Regions from separate parts of the Sus scrofa genome. Here all the other regions are linked to region 2. The links are chromatin contacts, called in public promoter capture Hi-C maps. All regions are on one chromosome and are shown on one strand. The core of a region is the stretch at or near the end of the contact, and the rest is flanking DNA. Distances in the headings are between cores, read along the strand shown. Region 1 holds the start of PPP2CA (protein phosphatase 2 catalytic subunit alpha). Region 2 holds the start of HSPA4 (heat shock 70 kDa protein 4). Region 3 holds the start of SKP1 (S-phase kinase-associated protein 1).

Region 1 (2,700 bases), core at 6-2,505, 1.2 Mb before region 2:
TTTCCCTGCTTACTACCCTTGTGTTACTGGCCATTCATCTTCCTGCTTTTGTGAAGGGCTCTTCTGCCTGTCTATCCCCAGATCATCCCAGGAAGTACACAAGCTCCGTCAGGGTAGGGTACCTCTGTTTGTATGACCCTTCTGTCCTTCGGGCATGAATCTTGAACATAACTGGCGGTGTACGGAGCCAAATATTTCTGCGAATGCAAGGACAACGGAATGCGGATACATTTCACGAATCTCGAAGAGATTTATAGCCAGAGGTCCGATCCTAGGGTATCTGAGCTTTCTTTAAAGCGCACATCACAGCCGCTTCTAACACTACCGGGTCTCAATCAGGACCGGTGCGTCCATCTCCTTGCGGTCTTCCCTCTAGAAAGAAGGCCTGAGTGGGCAGACGGTTGGTGGGGGTGGGGTCGGGGGCGTTTTCTTCTTCCCTTGGAGGCTCGGAGTCGGAGGAAAGCGCCCACCTAGGGGGGAAGGCCACAATGGCAAGACTGCAGCGGCGCCTGTGGAAGCCAGGAGCGCTAGGAGGCCCCAGCCATGGCGCTAGAAGAGACATCGAGGCCCGGGGACAGGTGTGTTGGGGAGTCAGGTGCACTGCGCAGTACTGCAGGTACACCCTCTTCCGCCTACGACTGACCTAATTACAAGGTGCTGGCCGCACCCGGAGGCAGGGGTGGCTACTCCAACCTGGCTACCACTCGGCGCCTGTTCCTGCTCCCAAGATGCAGCAATTCCAGTGCTGTTGTAGAATGGAGGAGCCACGGGGCCCAATTCTCGTTTCCGTGCTTTGGCAGTCGCCAGGTGAGGAGCCGAGGCGTATCACCTCAGGGAAAAAGTCTCCGGCAACAAGGAGCCACCCTCGCACCCCGGCTGCGCCTGCGCCTGGTCCGCAACTACACCCTGCAGGATTTAGTGCTCTAAGATTAGCCCACTTCCCAGCTATAAGCAAGGCCCCTGCTTGGACTCGGTCTTCCCTTCCCCCTCGGCCCCTCCCTTCTACAGGACCGCGCCCTAAAAGCGAAGGTGCCTGTTTCCAGCCGGCTACTTTACGCGCCTGCGCCCTGGCCCCTAGTTCCCGCCCCCGCTCGGGTCTGGCCGCAGATGAGAGCCGGCCCGGCAGTTGCGCAGCTCGTATCCCGGCGCTTCTACCCCTCCTCACCCCGCCACCTCCTGACGCCGGGCGTGACGTCACCACGCCGGCGGCCGCCATTACAGAGCCGAGCTCCAAGGCTAGAGCGAGCGGAGGAGGTCAGTGGCCGGTAGCCGAACACCGAGGGGCGAGTCAACCGGGCAGCGCTACTGCCGAGCAGCCTTCAGCAGCCACACAAGTACCCCGGGGGCCGACGGCAGCGTGTGCGTGTGGCCCGTGTGCGGGCGGCGGCGCGGGAGTAGCGCGGAGCGGCAGCCGGTTCGGGCGGGTGGCATCATGGACGAGAAGGTGTTCACTAAGGAGCTGGACCAGTGGATCGAGCAGCTGAATGAGTGCAAGCAGCTGTCCGAGTCCCAGGTCAAGAGCCTCTGCGAGAAGGTGAGCTGCACTCCGGCTTCGGGAGCCGGGGCGGGCCGAGCCCGCCGAGAAGGAAGCGGCCGCGGGGAGGGTGCAACATGGCGGAGGCCAGCGGCCCCGGCCCCCGAGCCTCCCAGACCGGCCCCCGGCGCGGCCCGGCGGCGGCTCCCGGACGACCCGGCGCCCCCTGCCTCCCGCGCAGGGATTGGTTGTCGCTGCCACCGCCGCCTAAAATGGCGCCGTTCACCCGACTCCGGGGCTTCAGAGCTTCCCGGCCTTGGCTGGAAGCGAAGTGGCTGGGGGAGGGTGCGGGGGAGCGGAGACCCTGCGAGTAAGGGTCAGGGACGGTTTTGATATCTGGGCACGAGGTCTTAGGTTCTACGGCCTGGGAATGGGGCCTGGGACTCTTCTGTGAGTTTGGTGGGAGGTTTCTTACTTGTACTCAGGCCGAATGCTTAGGTCCAGAGCTGTCCAGAGGGTCCCCCAGAGGCAAGCTTGTAGGCCGGATCCCGGGACCTATCTAATAAAGGTCACGCAGATTTAGCATCGTCTTGAGTGGTTTATGGTAAACCTCTCGAGCTGTGTTTTCCAGAGACTTATTAGTACATTTTTTCGAGAATTTTTAAATGAGCTTTTAATCTAAGTTTCAATGAAGGTCATGGTGGTAGTTATAGGGAGGAGTATAACTTATTTTTCATAGTTGGAAGAATTAGACATTTTGGTGAGTCATTCTACATAGGAGCTTTGGGATTGGAAATCAAGTGTCAGTTTAATCTCTGATTTATATGCTGACTCAAATTGGATAGTATGAAACCCTTCTTTAAGCTTAAGGTTCTTGGCATTTTGCCATTTGTTTTTTAAATGAGCAGCATAAACTGTTAAGACCAGCAGATTTTGTATCCTTGCTCTCTGCTGGAAAAGTTGTTAGTATATTTGTGACTTTAAGTAGTAAGTATGATATTAACAGCTGTTGATCGAGCTTTTGCTGTATTCCAGTCATTGTGTTTAGTGTTTAAATCCCACAAACGTTTAAAATGGAATGTTGTAGTCTGTTTTAGAAGTCCATTTTAAATGACCTAATTCTGATTTGTTTTTCCCAAGGAGTTGGGGAAACAGGTAGCCTGTTTAAGTCTTATAATTCAGTTTTCTAAAGTAGAGAAAATGCTGATCTCCACCATGAATGTTTC
Region 2 (2,700 bases), core at 44-2,543:
TCATGATTTTTTTAGCGCTGTGTCTATACTGGTCCCATAACTTACTATAGGTTCTAAAAGTCGAAGTGAGCCCCTGAGTCATTCATTAACAATTGCGGCCAACACCCCGGATGGAATGCATTACCCTGAGAATGGAACGCTGTTAAGGGTGGATGCATACAGAATGATAACAGAAAATGACCCAACGTGGTTCAATTTACTGAAACGACGTAAAAAATCAAAGTGAATGCAAAGATATCCAAAAGCCATCAAATTTTATTAAATCCATTTCTGCTATCTTTCCGTGCCAACCCAACCTCAAGATCTCCGGTGCTCCGGCTCCCTCTCTTCCGGGCGCCACCCCACCCCCACTCACGTGGGACTCTGGGCGCTCTTAGGGCCGGCGACCGCCAGAACTCGTTCAACTCAACTAACTTTTATTAAGCGCCTGCTGTGTGCAAAACTCCGAACTCTGCGCTGGGCTGAAGAAACGTCAGTACTCCCTGCGCCTATTATGTACTCTCTAAAAGAGGAGCTCGGTCCACCCCACATCCCAGGCCTGCCTTCCCCCCAACTTCTACTCAATACATCCGCAGGTCCAAGTATCCATTCACAGCCTTCCGCCAGCCGGCGGGCCACAGAAAAAAGGCCTCGCCCCTGCTGCAGACCCACACGGTGGTGGTCGCGGCCACCAGTGACCTAAAACCCAATGGAGGTGCCCTACCCACCACGGCCTCGGCTCGGAACGGAGATTACTGCCCGGCCCACGTTCCCCAAACCGCGAGTGGCACAGACCAGAACAAGTGCTACCTCCCCACCCCCCAGTGCACGCGACTGGCCTGGCCCACACTCACGGCGTGCAGCGGTCGCTGTACTCATTAGCGATCGTTTCGATGCCACCGGCGCGGGCTACGGCGACGTAGCAGCTCTGGAACCCAAGGTCTATGCCCACCACCGACATGGCGCCGGCTACAGCTCGGGCTCGAGCCCCGGTCCGGCCGGCAAGACAGGACACGGACCCCGGCGGGGCTGGCGCGCGGAAAGACGGCCGTGTGGGCCGGGGAACCCGGGCTAGTTGGGGAAGTGAGGGTGACCACACGAGCCCCTCGGTTCTTAGAAGGAGAGCCGCGGCGGAGGGCACTGCTCAGACCGGCTCCGGCTCAGCGGCCGCAGAAGGTGCGCCGGTAGCGGGGGCGGAGAAGATCTCGAAAGATCTCGTTGCGACGAGAGTAAAGCTGCAGCGCGAGAACTGCGACGAGATGTTCTCGCGAGACCCCGGCACAGCTGCTTTTCCTTCTGAAGCCCCGCCCCCCGGTTGCGTACATGTTTACGTCACGTCCGGACCCAAAAACCTGGGAAGGGACTAAGCCGCAGAAAAGATGGTAGAGAGGCGGGGCTGGCCAATTGAGCCTGCGCACAGAACCGGCAGCCGCGCTCCTCGCGGCGGCGCGGAACCGAGAAGCAGCTCCTCTTCCAGAAGGAAATAGGAGCGCCGGTTTGAGGCAAAATACTGAGCAAGCGCTGTTGGCCTACTTCCGCCGTTTTTCTTTATTTCAGAGAAAGTTCCGGTTGTGGCACCTCCCGCGCCCCATCTTGTATTGAGCCCGGTAAAATGGGACCGCGCACTAATCCTCAAAGTTGGGAGAGCCTGGTCATCTCGCCTTGGTGGGGTCTGGTGTGTAGAAGAAAAGATTGCTGTTGGGCCCGGGCCCTGAACAGAGGTTTAGTTCAGGTTCTGTTAAAATCAGAGACAGCGCCCTTTGCGAAGGAGGGGAGGAAGTGACTCTCAATCCCACTGCCTTGATTTTTTTTCCCTCAGTCTTGCACCGTTTTCTAAACCGGTCCTGTCCTTAGATGCAGTTGCACCTAAAGGACCTACTGCACTTTAGCCTTTCAATCCCCAACCCATTTTAAGCACCTGTCTTGAACTGGATGCAAGAAACACGCATTCATAGGTACGTTCAGACATATCGGTAGCGCCAGGATTACATGAAGCAGGCACTCTCCCCTGCAGGGGCACCTGGGTAAGCAGGGAGTTGCGGAGAGTTATGATGTGTTCCTGGTATAGAGAGGAAGCCAGCTGGCAATCAGGAAGCAACTCTACGTAATGAGCATTTCTAATAAATCGCTTGAAGAAGTCTTAGAATACCAGGAATCTGAATCTCTGTGTCTCCAGTAATTTGATATGATTTCTTGTTCTAAGTATCTATTTTATGATTTTTTAAGGGCCCCCAACATTGTGTAAGCTTCAACCCCACAAAACCTGAATCCAACCAGTAACAGGAGTAGCTAAACAAGTAAATGGGATCCCCGTACAGGGTGGCAACTGTTACAACACAGAATGCTGGACACTAGGAAAAATAAAAGGCTGCTTTCAAGTTAGAAAAAAAGTAATAGCTAGCTAGTCTGGGTTGAAAAGAACTGCAGGAAGTACTGCTACTAGGTAGGCTGAATTGAAGACCTCCATCTCAGAGCTCAATCAATTATATTGGACCACTTAATAAAGTGGATAAACAAAGACAAAAGTAAATTTTCCCAAACCTCTGCGTTTGCTGTGTCAATGAAAAATCAATTACTTGTTCTAAGAAAGAAATGGAGGAGTTCCCTGGTGGTTCAGTAGGTTGAGGATCCTGCATTGTCACTGCTATAACACATGTTGAATCCTTGGCCCCGGGAACTTTGGCATGCTTCGGGTGCAGCCAAAAAAAAAAAGGAAAAATT
Region 3 (2,700 bases), core at 157-2,656, 1.1 Mb before region 2:
AAAGCCACCCAAGAATATCTCGGTGATTCTAATATTAGGGGCCCCCAGACATTTTGGAAAAAACATACACCTTCCTAATGCCAGGCCCTGTGCCAGATCCTCCAGCTAGACGTGTAATCTGGCACTGCCCAGTCCTGCTTAGGATGCTCAACTAGGCTACAAGGTGGCCCTTATATGCCACAGGCAGGGGAGCAAAGGGGATCTAGTGGGCCTTAACTAAGAGACCAGAAGCTGGAGCTGCTTAGGGCAGGGCAGGCTTGTGGAGAAAAAGTCTGAGAGCTGTAGGTCCTTTCATCTTCCCGACATCAGCTGTGGCACCTGGCAGACACTGGATACCACAGCTTGGAGACAAAGACCTGGTAACCCAAGGAGCTGCTTGGTCTCCCTGCCCAGTCCCATCTCAGAAGAGCTGCAGGCTTCTGATTTCTTTAGGGGGCCCTGTGTGGAAGTGTCCTTTGTCTCCTTGGCGTCAGGAATACCATCACGTGCCTGCTGGTTAGGTGAGCCTGGCGCCTTAGTCTCCTCCAGAGGGGTGGCATTGTTCTCTAAACAGAGCAGGGTAGAGCAGGTCAAAGTCCCTGACTGGAGAGGGTGGGAGTGGGAATTTGCAGACTAACCCCTTTCCCTTGAGGGTTGGTTTCATCTTAGGGACCCTAACACAGCCTTTAGGGAGCATCCCACACAAGGGCTCTCTGCAGGCTGGACTCTGGCTGCCTCGTTCGCTGCCGAATTCCTAGCACCCATCACCTCGCCCTCCCCCCACCCAATACACTTTTGCTAACTTGGGGTTTCCCTGAAACAGTGGTTACTTTGGATTGGAGGCCTCTTCAGAAGTCGATAGGAAATCAGAGTTGAGAGTATCAAACAATCCTTGCTCTGCCACTGAACCGTTTTGAACCTGTTCCCTCACAAGTCAAAGAGAAAAGGGTAATGGTATTTCTTCTTCTTTTTTTTTTTTTGTCTTTTTGTCTTTCTAGGGCCGCACCCAAGGCATACGGAGGTTCCCTGGCTAGGGGTCGAATCGGAGCTGTAGCCACCGGCCTACACCAGAGCCACAACGTGGGATCCGAGTCGCGACTGTGACCTACACCACAGCTCATGGCCACTCCAAATCCTTAACCCACTGAGCGAGGCCAGGGATCGAACCCGAAACCTCATGGTTTCTAGTCGGATTCGTTAACCACTGAGCCACGAGGGGAACTCCTGATATTTCTTCTTATGCATTATTGTGGAGAGTGAGCTAACTCATGTAGGGTTCAGGGGAGGACACTGAGGCCCTGAGCAAAATCTCACAGCGCTGGCTGCAAAGATCAGCGCCCTTTCTTTCTCAGAGTCCCAGTTTCCCCATCATGAAAAGGAGCTGCAGCCCCTCCCAAACACCACCCCTAACACAGACGCCTCTCCCTCCCCACTCCGCCCCTCTCTCCCCGCTACTCCCCGCGCTCTCCCTCCCGGCCCCTCGCTCCAGGTTTCTAGGCTTTTCGGGACTGGGGTCTTTAATTCGACTTAGGCCAGCTCCCGCCTGAAAGACCCTTGCAGGCCGTGGAGTATCTGAGCCAGTCCCCCGTTTCCGCTTTGAGGGGAGTGAGCGCCGCTTTCGAGGGAAGGGGTGAGACTCAAGGCCCGCCGCGCCTCGCCCCGCCGGTCTGCGCCTGCCGTCAGGCGATCTCGGCGGCCAGCCCTGCCGTCTCTGTGACGTCACGGGCCCCGGGGTCCTCGGCGCCTGCGCCCGCTGCTATAAAGGCGACGCCGCGCCACTCGGTTGAAGTCGCCTTGTGCGTCGCTTTTCTGTCTCTCCGGTTGCGGACACCGCCCTTCTCTCGTCAGCCTCCGGCCCGCCATCTCCTTGAGCCCAAACACCGTGAGTACCCGCCGCCTGAGCTGAAAGGGGGCGGTGGCGCCGCAGATTGCGAGCCGCGGGCCGCCCCGCTGCGGCTTTGGCCTTGCTCGAAACGGCAGGCACCTGGGCCTGGCCTTCCCTCAGGCCCGGTGAAAGCCGTCGTCGACCCCATTCTCCCGGAGGTGCCATTCACCTCCCACACCGCCCCTCGACTTGCCGAGGCCTCTTTTAGCCGCTAGTCTTCACCGCGCCCAGGCGGGCGGGAGGGAGAAGGTGTGAGCGGAACCGGGATTGGGCCTTCTCTGCGCGGGGCGACCCTCAGCCGTCGCGGAGCAAGGCTGCAGGCCCAGGCTGCGGCCGGGGCCTCCCTCGGCGGTTGAGCCCATCGGCCCCGGGAAGCCAGGGCGAGGGTGGTGGCGGGGCTTTTAATGGACTTCTCTGGGTCGTCGTGAGCATGGGCGTTTGTCCGTTTGTTGTTCGGGTGTCCCAGAGGAAGCGTGGTAGGGTCGTCCCGCAGCTGGATTCTTGGCTCTCAGTCTTTCTCGCCCCTGTGTCTGGCGTCACTCGTCCTGGTTAACTGCGCCGGAGCCGAATTTCGGCAGAGAGCTGCCTGCTCCTTCGGAATATTTGTCGCCCATTATTTTGCCACAGCCCGCGGTTGTTGAAGCAATTGTTGGAGTAGCAGGTGCCATCGCCACAGTGGTTTGGCTTTTAGGTGCACCAACTCCGTAAACTTACTAAGAGGTTTTCGAAGGGATAGGATGTTCACCTGCTTTGGTTTGCTTTTTAATGGAGACTAAAGGTTGGAGTTTGGGCTCATGAATGTTTTCATGAGAGCGTCACAGCAGAATGTTTGTGTG

The links. Promoter capture Hi-C pulls out the DNA fragments that hold promoters and counts their contacts.
Region 1: a contact with region 2 is called in a promoter capture Hi-C map of fetal liver, with 5 times the contacts expected there. The contact joins the promoter of PPP2CA here to the promoter of HSPA4 in region 2. A contact is called at or near these places in 1 of 5 promoter capture datasets (fetal liver) and 1 of 2 datasets of contacts at active chromatin or transcription factors (alveolar macrophages).
Region 3: a promoter capture Hi-C map of liver shows a contact between it and region 2, with 4 times the contacts expected there. The contact joins the promoter of SKP1 here to the promoter of HSPA4 in region 2. A contact is called at or near these places in 1 of 5 promoter capture datasets (liver) and 1 of 2 datasets of contacts at active chromatin or transcription factors (alveolar macrophages).

What each region holds. Positions count from the first base shown.
Region 1 is chr2:136,521,185-136,523,884 of Sscrofa11.1, reverse strand. It overlaps PPP2CA (protein phosphatase 2 catalytic subunit alpha), which reads left to right and starts at 1,255. Exons shown (of 7, transcript NM_214366.1): 1 at 1,255-1,534. The coding sequence starts at 1,433.
Region 2 is chr2:135,344,317-135,347,016 of Sscrofa11.1, reverse strand. HSPA4 (heat shock 70 kDa protein 4) reads right to left here and starts at 1,293. Exons shown (of 19, transcript XM_005661654.3): 1 at 834-1,293. The coding sequence starts at 940.
Region 3 is chr2:136,475,070-136,477,769 of Sscrofa11.1, reverse strand. It overlaps SKP1 (S-phase kinase-associated protein 1), which reads left to right and starts at 1,406. Exons shown (of 6, transcript XM_021084761.1): 1 at 1,406-1,861.